Linked DNA regions of Sus scrofa: region 2 is linked to region 1. Evidence: chromatin contacts called from public HiChIP or PLAC-seq data. All regions are on one chromosome and are shown on one strand. Each heading gives the region's core, a stretch centred on a gene start, on an enhancer-like site or on the middle of the called end of the contact. The rest is flanking DNA. Distances are from core to core; before and after follow the strand shown.

The links. HiChIP or PLAC-seq counts read pairs in DNA pulled down with a chosen protein or histone mark.
Region 2: a contact with region 1 is called in an H3K27ac HiChIP or PLAC-seq map of alveolar macrophages, with 3 times the contacts expected there. The contact joins the promoter of AHNAK here to the promoter of SLC3A2 in region 1. A contact is called at or near these places in 1 of 47 Hi-C or Micro-C datasets (embryonic fibroblasts) and 1 of 2 datasets of contacts at active chromatin or transcription factors (alveolar macrophages).

Annotation. Positions count from the first base shown.
Region 1 is chr2:8,917,051-8,920,881 of Sscrofa11.1, forward strand. It overlaps SLC3A2 (4F2 cell-surface antigen heavy chain), which reads right to left and starts at 2,020. Exons shown (of 11, transcript XM_003353809.4): 1 at 1,735-2,020. The coding sequence starts at 1,846. LOC100627892 (a long non-coding RNA gene) reads left to right here and starts at 2,180. Exons shown (of 9, transcript XR_002341464.1): 1 at 2,180-2,287; 2 at 2,612-2,661; 3 at 2,924-3,010; 4 at 3,239-3,286; 5 at 3,619-3,653; 6 at 3,816-3,831.
Region 2 is chr2:9,185,370-9,189,200 of Sscrofa11.1, forward strand. AHNAK (neuroblast differentiation-associated protein AHNAK) reads left to right here and starts at 1,615. Exons shown (of 10, transcript XM_013994215.2): 1 at 1,615-1,743.

The DNA.
Region 1 (3,831 bases), core at 770-3,269:
CCCACTGAGCAAGGGCAGGGACCGAACCCGCAACCTCATGGTTCCTAGTCGGATTCGTTAACCACTGCGCCACGACAGGAACTCTGGAATTACGATTTCATAGGAAGCATTAGAAGGGAAAAGATCTTAAGAATTCTGGGGAGGGAGAGACAACAATGAAGAAAAAAATTGAGAAACAATACCCAGGGATCATGCCATTTGCTTCCTGCGAACTGCTGGTTCCCGGAATACCCAGAGAAGTGTGTGACGACAGAAGAAAAGCAGAGTAATCCAGGCTCTGCAATCAGGCCACCTGGATTTGTACCTGGGCTCTGAGAGTTCTTAGCAGGATAACACCGAGCTCGGTAACCACTCTGGACCTGAGATTCCTGTTCCATAACGTTAGCTTTACACCTCCTCCTATTCGTTCAGGTCATACAGAAGAGAAAGAGCACGCAAGAGGGGTTTTTTTTTTTTTTTTTTTTTTGTCTTTTTGCCTTTTCTAGGGCTGCTCTCGCGGCATATGGAGATTCCCAGGCTAGGGGTTGAATCGGAGCTGTAGCCGCCAGCCTACACCAGAGCCACAGCCACTCGGGATCCGAGCCGCGTCTGCAATCTACACCACAGCTCACGGCAACGCCGGATCCCCAACCCACTGAGCAAGGCCAGGGACCGAACCCTCAACCTCATGGTTCCTAGTCAGATTCGTTAACCACTGCACCACCACGGGAACTCCAATAAGAGTTTCATAAATGATTATAAAATATACTGGTACCCTAGGTGTTTACCACTAGAAATTAATAAACTAATGCTGAGTGGCCTCAGTAACAAGAGTGTCACTGACTGGAACCACCCTGACATCAGGCTGGAGTTGGGGCTGAACGCTACACCTGCAGTCCCTCATCTATAAAATGGTATTGTGCCTTTAACCCAGCAGAGCCCTGTGAAACCTTGGCAGAGTGGACCCCCCAACTCATATTCTCTGCTTGCCTTTTTGTCCATAGAAAAACTTTAGTCAAGGGATCAATTTAATCAAGAGAAGTAAGAAATTACAGAGAAAAAGGAAAACAGTTAAGAAGACAAAATAGTTTAGCCATTCAACAAAGTCAAGAACCTTTAGCTTTTCCTCAAGGACTATAGATATTCTGAGCCATGCCCTCGGAGCTCTTTTGCAGGTGCTGAAGCCCCCACCGAGTGGAAGAAGTTAACTGTATGCTACCCCCAAGCATGGAGACCCCCCAGACCAGCTGCGACCAGAAGGTTGATGATATGATGGACTCCCATTACCTCACCACCAAAGAATCCCATAAATGTCCCCAAGCCGATCAGGCCCTGCTCCTTGAACACTGTTAAGTCTCCTCACTACCTCCTCCAGGGGGCATAGTCCTTTAGGCACTAGCCTGCTGTGCTCCCTCTTGGCCTCCCCGTTAAGGCTACTTCTGTCTCCTCCTCTATTTGGCATTGGCGTAGATGCAGCCGGTATTTTGGCAACAGATCTATCTCTGGATTTAGAGGACTAAAGAATAACCAATTCATGTAACGTGCTTAAAGCGGCAATTCAAGTGTCAGCTAATGTTAGCCCTACTATAAGCCAAGCTCCCGGAGAAGTTGGACCAGACAGTAGGGTAGAGGTGACCAGTTAGAGATATCAACGGCTGTTATGAATTTCAAGAACATCTATGGCCTGATTCACCTTCCCGAAACAGTTCCATGCAAGGGCCCTCCACTCGAGCTCAGCCCGGGGCCCAGCAGTACCTGAGTTGCCCCCCGCGCTGGGACCCTGAGCACCAGGCCCCGAGTGCTCGCTGGGCGGCTGGTGCGGAACCAAGACGACGCCGGTCGAGGGTTCGTGAGGTTCGGGGTCCATGGAATCGGACCCTGCACACAGGTTTAGGGTGTGTGGTGGCAAGGGGAGCTCAGGGAAGGGTATTGGGGCAGTCGGCTATGACCAAGACGGAGCGTCTGGACAGGATCGGCGGGAAGCTGAGAACTCGGCGTCACAGCCTCACCAGCAGCCGCAGTAAAGACCAAACCTCTCTGCAGCACGATAGGCGCGCCTGCGCAACCCCTAAGCGCATGCGCTCCTTTTTCGCGCTGCAGTTTCAGGGCGTGCACATTCAACAGCAGCCTTTGAAAATCTCCATCCACAGCCCATCAGGCACGCATGCCCTCTCCTTCTGCGCTTGCGCCTGCCTTAGTCCCGCCCCCAAATCCCGTGGACCTCTGCGCGCTGGTATTTAAGTGTCTCGCGGTGCCTCTTCGGTCTCATTTTTCCCGGGCTTTCGGTCGGCGTTTTCGTTTTCTCGCGGTAAGAAAGTCGTGACGCGAGCGTGCCCGCGCCTTGTCCTTTCTCTGTGGCACCTATTAGGCTGGTGGGGGAGGGGAGAGGAAACATGGCCTAGGTGTTGAGGCCTTAGAGCGGCAAGGGCTTTGTGAAGGACAAAATGGCGATGGCGGGCCGTGCCGACTGGCCTTTCTGTGATGAGAACATTTTCACAGACCTGTACTGAGCTCCGTGAGGATAAGGAACTCTGAGGAGACCGGCCTGGCACAGCTGACGCCGCCTTAGCTTCGGAAAACGCAGCTTTGGCGAGATAATCCGAGGTCTGACCTAAGGTTCTTTTGTCTGCAGGGTTTGGGCGCGCATCGAACTCTGAAGGGTCGGGAAGGCCTGTCGTTGGAGTAAGTGCTCGTGGCCTGGCTTTGCGCCCTTTGTTTCTGTGTTGTTGGACATGTGCAGAGGTACATCGGTGTGTGCTACAGGGATGATTTCAAGAATTGAGCTCTCTCTTACTGATGGATTAGTGGAGAAAGTAAAATTTCTGAGTAGCACCATCCGCAGCCCATGTTTCATGTTTGGGTCTTTTTGTTTCGAGTTGCTAAGACACTGCGGGGGAGAGTTAGGCTGGGGGTATAGTGAAGAATGTTCTTCGGTATTTTTCAGATGTGGTTGAGTTCCAGGGAGTGTACAGGCTGGAGGATGGGACAAGACCTATCTCTGTATCGATCAAGCACGGCGTTGGTGTTCCAGGTGGGCATACGATGCTTTATGCCATTATGGGTATGAGCACAGCGCCTGGTTGGGACTTGCTCGTTCAGGTTGCACTGGCCACTCCATGATGAACGGTAAAATGACAAGCATATGCCTGAACTCAAAAAAGTGATGTCATCTTAACTACTGAGAAGTGGGCGGGGAGTACTCGAGGCTTTTTAATGGTTGTTCTTAAGTACATTAAATGCCTCCCTTTTCTGTCTTCAGCTCATCACCAATCCTAAGGAATTCAAGTGCCTCCCAGGATGAATACAGGTAATTTTTCCAACTGGGGCATTGGGGTGGCCTCTGTTGTTCCCCACAGAGCAAATGGGCAGTGAAGCAGTGTTACCTTTTTGCTCCTTCAGTTTCTTCCTTTTGCAATGATTTTCCTGGGGAGGGAGACAGCAAGCAGCACAGTTGGTTCTGTGAGGGTGTTCTCTTCCTTCACTCATATGTCACTGTCAGATGATTTGAATTGACAATGCTGATCCTCTGTGAGGTCCAACACTTAATAGCATGTTAGAGTTCTGATGGCAGTTTACATGAATGAAAAAGTGTTATCTTGTGATAGTATTTTAAAATAACCATTTGCTGCTGTTCTACAGGTTGTCTTGATGGTGATACATTCATCTGTCTTAAGGTAAGTTACTCCTACCAATACTGTGGTAAATTAATGTATGTGTGAGCGTGGGTAACTACCATCTGGAGGGAGTGTTGTCAAAGCTTCAGTTGATGACTTTCTGGGTTCTTTGTTCCTTGTAGTGGTGATTCCTGAGCTCTTATTTTGTCTTTTGTTTCCTAGATCCCTGCTGATCTGC
Region 2 (3,831 bases), core at 365-2,864, 270 kb after region 1:
GGCCGGCTGTGCCCCTTGCGTGGGAGGAGCGCGGAGTGGGCATCTCAGGGCACTCGCTGGGCTCCAGGCACCACGTGGGGACGGCTTCGGCGCCTCTGCGCATTACGGTCACCGAGAATTGTGTGCCTTGTGCGTGCTCGCGCCTTTCGCAGGGCGTGGCTGCCGGGGTGGAGGTGGCGAGGTCCCTCCAGGGAGCCTGCTGCTGAGTGCCCTGCTCCGTAGAGTGGGTTTGTGGAAAGGCAGGGTGGGATCCTCCCATGGCAATGTGCTCCTTCGAGAATGACTTGGACTTTCCAGAGAAAAAGGGATCCAGCTAGTTACCTCTGCGTCCCCAGCATAGCGCTGGGCTCCCAATAATCCACCCCCCACCCCACCCCAGCAATAACTGGTTTTGAAAGTTTTCTCTACTAGACTCCAGCCCCTGACTGTAGGATCCCGTGCTCTTCTGGGTGCAGCCTAACAAGTGATAGGAACTGGGTTGATTTTTGTGGGACACAGTGATGCCTGGGGTGCAGGGGCTGGGGGGTGGTGGCCTGTGGCTACAGGTGAAGTCAAGGGAGTGGGGAGGAGGGAAGGAGGGAGGCTGAAGATGCCTTGGAAGGCCTTTTAGGGCCTCCTTGCCTGTGCTGGGTCTAAATTAGGGGAGTAGCTTCTTTTTTGTTGGCTGTCCCTGCGGCATGGGCATGCGGAAGGTCCTGGGCCAGGGATCGAACCCAGGTCGCTGCAGTGACAAGGCCAGATCCTTAACCTGCTGCACTACAAGGGAACTCCTGGGGAGTCAATTCTGCTTTCATTCTCCTGCCCCCCATAAGGGTGATCCCAGGGGCAGGGTGTGGCACTCACTTCCTTTTCGAAGCTGAATGGGGAAGCTTCCTAGTCCCTGGCCCCCAGGGATGCTGGGCTGGGCCAGAACTTGGCTTGCGTGTGGAGTGGGAAGTAGAAGGGAGTCCCAGCCTTAGGGGTACTGCCTTGTTCCTAGCTGTGCGATGAGGGGGACTGGGGAGAGGACCTGGGACCGTGAGAGCTGGACTAGCAGAGGACGAGGGTTCTGGAATATCGCTAGCGAGGACTGGAGGGTGTCTGAGCCCCTCCCCAAAGCCCTGTCCTTAAAGGTTATCTGCTGGGACATTGTTCAGAGAACCGGGACACACGGGGAGCCACCAAAGTCCCGTGGGGCTTAGTGCTACTCTGGGGTCCTGGCCCGGGTTACCTTTTGAAGAGCTAACCCCGCAGAGCCGAGGGTTTGCTTCAGGAGGGCGAGGCTCCAGGTCCAGGGATCTAAGTGGGACACAAGAGAGCGATCTGTGGGAGACCTGTGGAGGGAGAAGGCCAGCATCGGTCAAAGGCAGGGAATAGGCTGGGGGTCCCTGGGGTCACCTTAGTCCCAGGGGGCCGTGGGTGGAGGTGCCCGGGCACTGCCGGGCTGGATTCCTTAGCTCATTTGCAATTGGCTGGCTGGCCCTGGCAGAGCACGCCACTCAGAGCCTGAGGAGCTGGTTTGAGGGGTTGGGGCAAAGCTGTGGGGGTGGTGGGGGTGGGTGGGGCTCTGGGGTGTGGTCACCACCTTCCTGGGAACTTGGGAACCGCCTGGGGACAGGCAGACAGACTGGGAGAGCTAGTCGGACTCCTGCCCTGCTGGGAACTCTCCCCTGCTGGCTCTGTGTCCCCCACCCCCCACTCCCAGAAGCCCCCAGCTTCTCTCCCTGGAGCAAGGCTGACCGTTTGCGCATGCCCTGGAGAGAGGTTAGAATGGGACCTTTTGGTGGGTGGGTATGTAGGGCCTTCTGCTCTTCCTTTGGTCCCCCATGGGCTTCATCCAGACGCCCAGGGAGGGCAGCTGGCATTTCCCTGAGCTGCAACCATCCCACTGGGTTCCCAGGCCTTCCTGAGCATGCGCAGTTTCCTCCAGCCCTGGGCAAGCCTGCGGAGGTGTGGGGGCCCCGTGGGTGGGCCACAGCGGGCTCAGCAGGAGTGTGTGTTTTGATGGAGCCCCTCTTCTTCATCAGGGGGACAGCTGGGCTGGGCTTGGGTCTGGGGTTGCTCTTTCACCGTGGTGTCAAGTCCCTGTAACCACTTGTGTCATAGCAGCGAGATACGTGTTATTACCTATGAGGGGGGTGTCTCCGGCTGTGCGTGGTGGTCCTGGATGTGTCACCTCTGCTTGCCTCTGGGGCTCACGGGGCAGAGGACAGCAATGGCACTCCGCCCTGGTGGTGGAGGTTTCTTGGGGCTGCAGGGGTTGTAGGTAAGGACTAAAGTAAGTTTCTCCGGCCCAGAGGGGTTCGGGGGTCCCGGGGTTTGTGTCCGGAAGCCCCAGAGAGAGGGTGAGCACAGCCCTGGGATGAGGCCCTGGCCGATGGAGTCCGAGCGAGGCGCTGCACACGGCCGGTCAGGGAGGGGCATCCTGCTCGGTCCCCGGGGGCCGGAGCGGAGGTTCTAGGGGAAGGGGAAGCGCCTGGCTTTGCGTCCTGGCCGGGCTGGGGGCGGCTCTTTGGCAGCTGGGCCGAGTGGCCGGGCCCCAGCCCCTGCACTAGCGAAGCCCCGCCACTGGGCGGAGAGCTTGGCCTCCGCCTGGGCGGAGGGCGGCTCCCAAACTGATCCACCCCCCAGGGTGAGACTTCGCCGCTCTCCTCGCCCCGGCTCCTCCCGCCCCCGCAGGAAGACAACCCCCTCCGAGCTGGGGTCTTAATCCCTGGTGTTGTGGGTCAAAGCCCATTCTTTTCTGGCGCGGTGATCAGGCGTGGAGACTTCCTGCTGGGGAATGTAAGCTGTCCCCAGTTCCTGCCACAAAGAGAGGGGAGTCCCTCTTAGGGAACGAAAAAGGGATTTCTCTCCCCGCAGGAAGCATGAACTTGGAGCTCTGGGACTAGGAGTGGGAGGGGCCAGGGGACAGAGGTGGGGACAGGCGGCAGGGCGGAGCCCAGAAATCCGCCGCCGGCTGGGGTGGGGGTAGGGAGCTGCCCTGGAGGTCGAGGTGCCAAAAAGTCCAGCGTGAGGGTGAGGGGCCGCGGGTGGATGAGGCTGGAAAAACTTCCTCCTGGTAGGAGGTGTGGTTTGGAGCAATGTCATTTGCCGAGAGCATGTAGCTGGGAAGTTGTGGAGTAGAACTGGAAGCCCAGTTACTGCGGAACCTGCCGCCCAGAACTGACTGCTGTGTATCCCCAGCAGCCAGGTGCCAGGGAGGAGCTAGGCAGGTGCTCACGGCGGCGGGAGGTGCAGACTCTGGGCGCCAGGTTAACAGGTAATAGGCTCGTCCATGATGGGCAGGGCCTGGCGCTGCCCAGACAGGTGTCTTCTGGGAGCTGGTGAAGGCAGCGGCTGTAGGCCTGCTCTGGGCTGTGAGGAGCTGCTGCTGGATCTGGGGCTGCTGTATGTCTGTGTGCACGGGTTGTGAGCATCCTTGTGTGGCTTTTTTGGCTGTTTCTCTAGCGCCCATGTCTTGCGTCATGTCTGTCAAATTCTCCCCGATAATTGCACCTCCCCAACACAAGCATCCTATTCAAGTGGAAAGTGTCCCTTGGGGAGTTCCCGTTGTGGTGCAATGAGATTGGCGGCATCTTGAGAGAGGCGGGACACAGGTTCGATCCCTGGCCTGGCACTGTGGATTAAGTAAGGATCTGGTGTTGTTGCAGCTACTGCTTAGGTTGAGACTGCGGCCCGGATCTGATCCCTGCCTTGGGAGCTCCACATGCTGCGGGGTGGCCAAAAAAAAAAACAAAAAACAAAGTGCCCCTTAGGGTGTGCCACCCAGAATCAGCTGACTCAAAGCTCTTGGTGCCAGCTGTGAAGATAACTGTGCAGTTAGGCTCCAGTTAGCATGGGGCACGTTGT